2 separate regions of the Oryctolagus cuniculus genome follow, and region 1 is linked to region 2. A link is a contact called in public Micro-C data. All regions are on one chromosome and are shown on one strand. Each heading gives the region's core, a stretch centred on a gene start, on an enhancer-like site or on the middle of the called end of the contact. The rest is flanking DNA. Distances are from core to core; before and after follow the strand shown.

Region 1 (3,979 bases), core at 589-3,088, 88 kb after region 2:
TCGGATCCCACCCGCCAGGGTCTAGGAGGGGCACGCACAGAACTCCACGCTCGGGCTCCGCCTTCGGGCGCCCTCAAGGGGTCTCCTGCCCGGCTAGAGCTGAGCGAACTTGGTTCCCAGGGCGAGGGAAGGTGGGCGCCCCGAGTCTCGGGACGAGGTGGGAAGGGTGCGAGCCCGGATCCGACCCCAGGTAGAGCTGTGGGTGGCATTACCGGAAAAACAAATTTAATAAAGAGCGGCGCCAATTTGAAAGGATGAGCTCATTTGAAACTCAAGCTGCAGGGCTGGCGCGGCCCCGCTCCTCTCCCGGCCCCCACCTCCCCATTCCGCTACCCCGCGATCCCGAGGCTCCGCCGCGCTCCCCTGCCTGCCCCCTGCTCCCCGCGACCCCGAGAAGACCCGCCGAAGCCCCCCTGGGGTCGGCTGCGGCGGGAGCGGCGTCCCTGCCCCGCTCCCGGGTGTCACCTTGGCCTCGCCGCCGCCCCGCCCCGCCCCCACCCCACCCCACCCCACGCGCCCGTGGGGAAGGGGCGCCCGCCGGGCCGGGGTGCGGGGGCGCGGGCCGGGGGGCGAGCGCGGCTCCGAGCCCCGCGGGTACGGGAGGGCGCGTTGCGAGCGCGCGCGCCAGTGTGTGTGTCGCTCTCCGTCTCCCGTCTGGGCTCCGGCGCGCTCGCGGGCCCCCCGGTCGCCTCTTTCCCGGTTCTCAGCCCGGGCCCCCACCGAGTTGAGACAGGGCACCTCGTAAAAAGGTGCTTCTGGCCGAGCGGGAGGCGGGGGGACGGGCGGCGGAAAGCCCCCAGCCCCGAGTTCTTCTCAATAAAATCGGACAAAAAATTCAGGGAAAAATAGGAGCGCTTGAGAGACCAGCGAAGAGGGGACTGGGGCTCGGGAGAGGACCGCGGGAAATGTGCCGTCTTGCGGGGGCTGGGGGAGCCCTGAGACCTCCAAGGGGGTCATCGGGGTGCCCTCGAGGGGTCCCCAAAGCGGGGGGGTCCGGGAGCAAGGTGGGGAGGGGCTCGAAAGGAGAGTGCGGCTCCGCGGACGCCTAAGGGCGATAGGTACCGGGCACGAGGCGAGGCAAAGGGGGAAGGTCCGGCCAGGGGAGGAAGAGGGGATGCTGGATTTGAGGAGGGGGTCCCGGACAAAGGGGGTGACGGGAAGGTCAGGGCAGAGGGGGGACCCGGCACTCCGGCAGAGTGGGGGCGGGGGAGCTCCGGAGAGCGGCTCGGGGCGCCAGGGGGTACCAGGGGACACCTCCAGAGTGCTGGCGAGCCCCCGGGGACCCCCCAGCGCGGCGCGGGGAGCGCCCAGCGGGCTGCGGCCCCGAGGGCCAGGGGTGAGCCCCGGGCTAGGGCGGGGGGAGGGGAGCGAGCCGTCCCGGGAGCCGGCGGCCAGGCAGGCGGCGGGAGTTGAGGGTCTGGTGCGTGGAAGTGAGCGCGCGGACGCCGGAGCCCCCGCCGGGCGCCGCCCGCCGGGCTCGGCCTCGCTCGGGGCGCCGTCCCGGCCTGAGCCGGGCGAGGCGGGGGGGAGGGGGCAGCGCCGAGTGCTCACCCGAGAGGGTCTCGATGGCGCGGATGGCCCAGTTCTGGTCGGGGTAGTCCACGAAGGCGTAGCCAGACTTGAGCAGGACCTGTCCCGCCAGGGGCAGCTTCCTGTCCCCAAAGAGCTGCCGGAGGTCGTCGGCGGTGACGGCGGGGCTCAGGTTCCCGATGTAAAGCTTGTTCATCATCCGCGTCTTCCCCGAGAGCCCGCGGCTCCCCCGGCCCGGTACCCGGCGCTCCTCGCCTCCTCCGCTGCCCTCGTCTCTCCTCCTCCTCCGCCCGCCCGCCACCCACCCCCACCCTCACCCTCAGCCTGGCTCCCCCCACCGCGGCCGGCCCGGCCCGCCCGGGGGCAGAGGCGGAGGCGGGGACTCGGCGCGGCTGCCTCCTCGGGGCAGAGTCCCGGGCCGGGCGGCGGCGCGCGGACAAAGCGCTCTCTCTGCCTCCCTCGCTCCCTCTCAAGGCGGTGGCGGGAGGAGGAGCAGCGGCGGGCGGCGGCAGCGCACCCCGCGTGTGTCTGTGAGAGAGTTTGTACGGGCGTGTGCGCAGCCGAGAGCGGCGAGCGAGCGCCCCCTCCCCGGCCCGCGCCGCTGCGCCCCTCGCCTCGCGCCCCCCGCGCGGCTGCCCGGGCTCCTACACCCGCAAGCCGGCGGGCGGAAGCGGGTCGCGGCTCCCGGCGGTGGAATCCTGGGCGGACGCGCCGCGGAGGCCGGGCGAGCAGCGGGGCGAGGAAGGCGCGCCCCGGGGCGCGGGGTGGGAGCGCGCGAGGGGGCGCGGGGGAGCGGCCGGGACCACAGGCGTGGGAGGCAGAGGGGCCGCGGAGGCGCGTGGACACGGTGTGCGCAAGGTGGACCGGATGTGGGAGCGCGGCTGCCGGGCCCGCGGGAAGGTGCGTCTGGGAGGTGAGAGGCGAGGGCAGGCTGCGAGACAACAACTTTGGCGGCGAGTTGGCCGACACCGGCGCCCTGCGCGATGCGCTCGCTCCGAGACCCACTCCTCGAGACGACCGGGCGGCGCGTGCGACCGGAGACACCGCGGCCGGGCGGGCCCCGCCAGACCGTGCACCCTGGGGAAGTTGCCCCGGGCCTCAGTTTCCCGGCCCGGAACGGAGCGGCAGACCCCGCGGCGTGCGGCAGCCCGGCTTTGGCAGCTGCTCTCTATTCTGGGAAGCGCCGAGGGCTTCCCGGGCGGCCGCTGCGGAGCCAGGTGGCGGCGGGTGGGGAAGCGAACGCGGAGGGGCCGCGGGCGCGCGCTGCGGGACTGCGTGGCTGGGGCCGCTCCGGGGGCGAGGCACCCACCCGGGCTGTGTAGGAGTTCTCGGAGCCCTGGGAAGGGCAGGGAGAGGAACGAGGTCTTCCCGAGCCGAGGAAACGGCGTGACCGACGGAAGAGGCAGGGTTAGGATGAAAGCAGCCAGAGCCGAGCCCCCTCGGAGCCCGACCGGCTGGAGGCGGGCTGCAAGTTCCGGGCACCCGGCTGGAAGCCTGGTGGTTAGAGCCTAATCCCAGCCAGAAAATGAACTTCCATGGGAGAGAGAAAAAGCATTCAGAGGTGAAGAAGCCCTGGGCGTCCGGGAACTTCACGAGAGTTGCCGGTTTGATGGCGGAATCGCTGGGTTTGTGGGGACGAGCGTGTTGTTAGGTGGAGACGCCGCCGATGTGGGAATGGGAGATATTCGGGTTTTCCTGAGCTTCCCTGTGGACAGCATGGAAGGATCGCGGCTTGCTGGGTGTCGTGTTGTTCACGAGCAAGACCCAGGTGGTTCTCGTTTGGGAAGCACTGTTGCAAAGGAAGGCCTCGCACCTGCCCCGGCCATGTGGCCTGGGATGTTCCAACATCCCTGAGCCTCAATTCTTTCCTTTGTAGAAAGGCGGGCGTTAAGGGGCGGGCATTTGGCTCCAGGTTAGCACTCTAGTTGAGATTCCAGAATCATTCTTTATCAGAGGGAATGCCTGAGTTTGAGCTGTGAGTCCCAGCTCCTGCGAATACAGACCCTGGAGAGCAGCAGGTGTTGATGGCTCAGCATTGGTTCTCTGCCACTCATGGAGGAGACCTGGATTGAGTTCTCAGCTCTCTGCCTGCCCTGGGTGGCAATGCTCACTCTTTCTTCCCTTCTGCCTCCTTCCTCCCTTTCTATGCCTCCCCCCTCCCCCTCTCAGTAAATAAGTAAGTTTTAAAAAAGATCAACCCTTGCAGAGCTGTTGTGAGGGCTATATGAAAGATAAGGCACTGAGCACAGGACCCACACACACAATGCTTGTTTCTTTTCTTGGTCCCAGGAACTCATGAGTTTTCTTTTATATATAACGTACAGAGAGGTAGATCTTGCACTCACTGGTTTACTCCCCAAATGCTAGCAACAGCCAGGCTGGGCCAGAACTCAATGCAGGTTTCCCATGTGGGTGGCAGGAACCCAACTGGTTGATCCATCACCTGCAG
Region 2 (3,805 bases), core at 1,237-3,736:
CCTGGAACGCTGGCATTCCCATTTGGGCACCAGTTTGTGTCCCGGCTGCTCCACTTCTGATCCCGCTCCCTGCTAAATGGCATGGAAAAAATTGCAGAGGATGCTACAGTGTTTGGGCCTCTAACACCAATGTGGGAGACCTGAAAGAAGCTTTTGGTTTCAGGCTGGCTCAGCCCTGGTCATTGCAGCTACTTGGGGTGTGAACCACAGTGGAGGGAAGACCTCTCTTTCTTTCTCTCTAACTCTGACCTTCAAATAAATAAATAAATATATTTTAAGGTGTGTGTTAATATCTGGCAACTATTTTCACAGGATTCCAATGAAGTGAAAAGTATGCTGACACTTGTCTACATTATTCCAAAGCAGCGGCAACGAAGGCTAAACTAATATTAAGTGTTACTGACCGGTAAGTTAACCGCAGGCTCACATTTCTTTAGTTTGACTTCATGAGATTCAAGCTAAAATCTAACTCGAGAGACATTCTCTCGGGAGAAGCAGGATAGCATAGTGGTGCAGAATCTGAACCTGGCAGCCAGACTGAGTTCAAATCCAAGTGTTAGTTACCACACCATGTGACCTTGGCCAACTACTTAACACCAATGTGCCTCAATCTCCCCTCTGCAAGATGTAAGTAAGGAGGCCAGGGTTGCGGCATGGTGGGTTAAAGCCCCAACCTGCAGCACTGGCATCTCATGTGGGCACCTGTTCAAGTCCCCACTGCTCCACTCCCTGCTAGTGTGCTTGGGAAAGCAGCGGAAGATGGCCCAAGTCCTCAGGCCCCTTTATCCACATGGGGGACCTGGTGGAAGCTCCTGGCTTCAGATCAGCTCAGCTCTGGCCATTGCAGCCATTTGGGGAGTGGACTGGCATATAGAAGACCTCTTTCTCTCTGTCGCTACCTAACTCTTTCAAATAAATAAATAATAATAAATATTTCTTAAAAAAATCAACTACTTAAAGATGCAAGTAAGAGCAGCAGCTACTTCACAGCGTAACAGTTGCTATGTGGAAGAGCACAGATTTACACAGAGAGAAGGAGAAGCAATGAGAGAGAGAGAGAGAGAGAGAGAGGGAGGGAGGGAGGGAGGGAGAGGGAGAGGGGGAGAGAGAGAGAGGGAGAGAGGGAGAGAGGGAGAGAGGGGGAGAGAGGGAGAGAGAGAGAGAGAGAGAGAGAGAGAGATCTTCCATTCGATGGTTCACCTCCCAATTTGCCACAACTGCTGCAGTTGCGCCGATCCAAAGCCAGGATCCAGGAGCTTCTTCCAGGTCTCCCACACAGGTACAGGGGCCCAAGCACTTGGGCTATCTTCCACTGCTTTCCCAGGCCATAGCAGAGAGCTGGATCAGAAATGGAGCAGCTGGGACTCGAACTGGCATCCATATGGGATGCCTGCACTGCAAGTGATGGCTTTACCCGCTAAGCCACAGCAACGGCCCCAAATCATCATCATCTTCTTCTTCTTCTTCTTCTTCTTTTTTTTTTTTTTTTAAAGATAAGTTTATCTTGGGGCAAGTGTTCAGCACAGCCGAAGTATACCTGGGTTCAAGACCCAGTTCCACTCCCCATTCCAGCTTCCTGCTACTGCATACTCTGGGAGGTGGTAGATGACGGTTCCTGTATGTGGGTTCCTACCGCTGACGTGGGAGACCTGGATTGAATTCTGGGCTCCCAGCTTTTGGCTTGGCTCACCCTTCATTGTTGTGGGCAACTGGGGAGAAAACCAGAAGATGGAAGATCTCTCTCTCTGTCTGTATCACTCTATCAAATAAATTAAAAAAAAAAAGACTTATTTTGGTGCAAAAAAATACTGCAGTTTTTTCATAACATGAATTTTCAATGAACTTTTGAAAATCCTTCATATGCCACACTCTTGGACAATATTTACACTTAAAAATACATTTAAGTCTCTTCATACTCTGTATGTTATGTAATTCTGTATTAGAGCACACACATCAGTTACTAAGGAATACACTATCCTCATATTTTTGCTTGTATGACAACATGCTCTCTACGGTCAGCTTAGTGGAGTCTTTGGTTAGGAAGGCACAGGGGAACTACAGAATTCCTCTGTGAGGACAAGCTTTACACAGCAGAGGGGAAGGCTGCTGCCCCAGAACTCGTAGACTCAGGTGGCGGTCACAGCACTAAATATCTCTAAAAACCACCTTTCACCTCCATTCCCACCACCAGGGTCCTAACTCACAGCCCATCATCATGGACTTGTTAAGTTTGTTCAATGAGTGAATGAACAGGTGGGAATAGGTCATAAAAGCAGGGCAGTTAGTTCACAAATGATATGCACACATTTTGCTGACAAAGTCCTAGCTCAGCTCAGACTTTCAGAGGATGCTGGTCCACTACAGTGAGGCTGATGGGAACGAACCCTCACCTCGCTCAGATCTATTCAGCTCTCATCCACCAGCTCATTAAGGTGGGCAGCTCCTGCACCTGGGCGATGGCACTTTGGCACCTCTGGGCCTAAGATGGCCCTGGGCCTAGCCTTATCTGTAGTCATGTGGGCTTAGCACTGGGGGAGGAGGGCTCACTCTTTCACAAAGTCCAAGTGCCTTCCAGTCATGTCAAGAGCCCCAACACTTGGATTCCATCCCATCTCAAACACCACACTCCTCCAAGATTGCCCTCTAAACTGTTTTCAGTTAGAAGGTCACGTCTCTTGCCTAACTCCAGTGGGGCAGAGATATTTTGGTGGTGACATCTCAATGAAAGGTGAACAGCCTCAGATTTTATATGATGTCCCCATGGGCTCCGGTGCCCTTCCTGGGACACGGCTTCATACATGTGCAAGATCATTCCCCACTCACGCAATGTAATGGTCTGTCTCCATTCAGGGGCAGGCAGACTGCATTTCCGCCCTTGGGAACATGCCGCTCGCTTCTGTCTTGCGGCCGGTTTATTATACAGCAAGGAGGCACCTTCTGCATCGTGCTCACAATCCCAGCAGGTGGCACCATGGAGGGGGAAGCAGTCAAATTCTTCGAGATTCAATCTAGGTTTCACAGACGGTCTCTGCAGCGTCAGGCTGCATGACGTTAAGGACATGCCTGAGTTTGGCTTCCACCAGATTGTAACAAGACTCTTCCTTTTGACCCTGATATGCAAAACTGTGCAATTAGAACTGGGTAGCAAGTCCACGCTAGGAAGGGACATGATCTCAGCCATCAAAATTAGAACTGGAAAAGTCCTCCCCAAATCTAGGCACAAGAGCTCAGTCCCAAATGCCTCCTATATAGGGCTTCTGATACTTCCCGCTTGAGATTCCAATTTATAAGCTAACAAGCCTCACCAGGAAAACAGCTTTTCCTGATGTTTAGCATTAATTTTTATTTCTTTTTATATGCTGCTTTGATCAGTTCTAAATACATTTTCTCTTTCCATGATGTTTACATCCTTCGCATTCTTAGGGACTGTTATCATATCCCCTTTAATCATCCTTTGGCCAAGCTATACATATTTAGCTCCTTTCATCTCTCCTATGTCCGTCCTTCCAGCCGTGTTGGCTCCTCTTTAAATTCCTTCCAATCTGTCAACATCTTGCTGGAACTGATGCACACCCTCCCTTAATAAACATTCTAGGTACTCCTTGTTTCCTAAGAGTTCTCCAAAGACTCCTATAAGTGAAAGGAATATTGGACCAGGGATCAGAAGTGGTAGTTAACAGTCTTGGGTCTATTCCAAGCCTCCATAACTCCCATTATAAAATGGGAGTGATACCTTTCCTGATTTGATGCAAAGAGAACATAAAATATGAAGTCACTTTGCAGACTGTAAAGTACTGTGCATGAA

Evidence for each region. Hi-C and Micro-C count contacts between places; a contact is called where the count stands out from the background.
Region 1: a Micro-C map of ear pinna shows a contact between it and region 2, with 2.3 times the contacts expected there. The contact joins the promoter of IGF2BP2 here to the enhancer-like site in region 2. A contact is called at or near these places in 3 of 6 Hi-C or Micro-C datasets (ear pinna, embryonic fibroblasts and skin fibroblasts).

What each region holds. Positions count from the first base shown.
Region 1 is chr4:95,475,694-95,479,672 of mOryCun1.1, forward strand. It overlaps IGF2BP2 (insulin like growth factor 2 mRNA binding protein 2), which reads right to left and starts at 1,839. Exons shown (of 15, transcript XM_002716464.5): 1 at 1,552-1,839. The coding sequence starts at 1,729.
Region 2 is chr4:95,387,350-95,391,154 of mOryCun1.1, forward strand. The region is part of intron 2 of IGF2BP2 (insulin like growth factor 2 mRNA binding protein 2); the gene reads right to left. Among named protein-coding and RNA genes, the nearest start is that of IGF2BP2, 88 kb to the right of the region's middle. Within about 2 kb of position 2,487, at least 1 of the 8 cell types and tissues checked has an H3K27ac peak or open chromatin away from gene starts, as enhancers often do.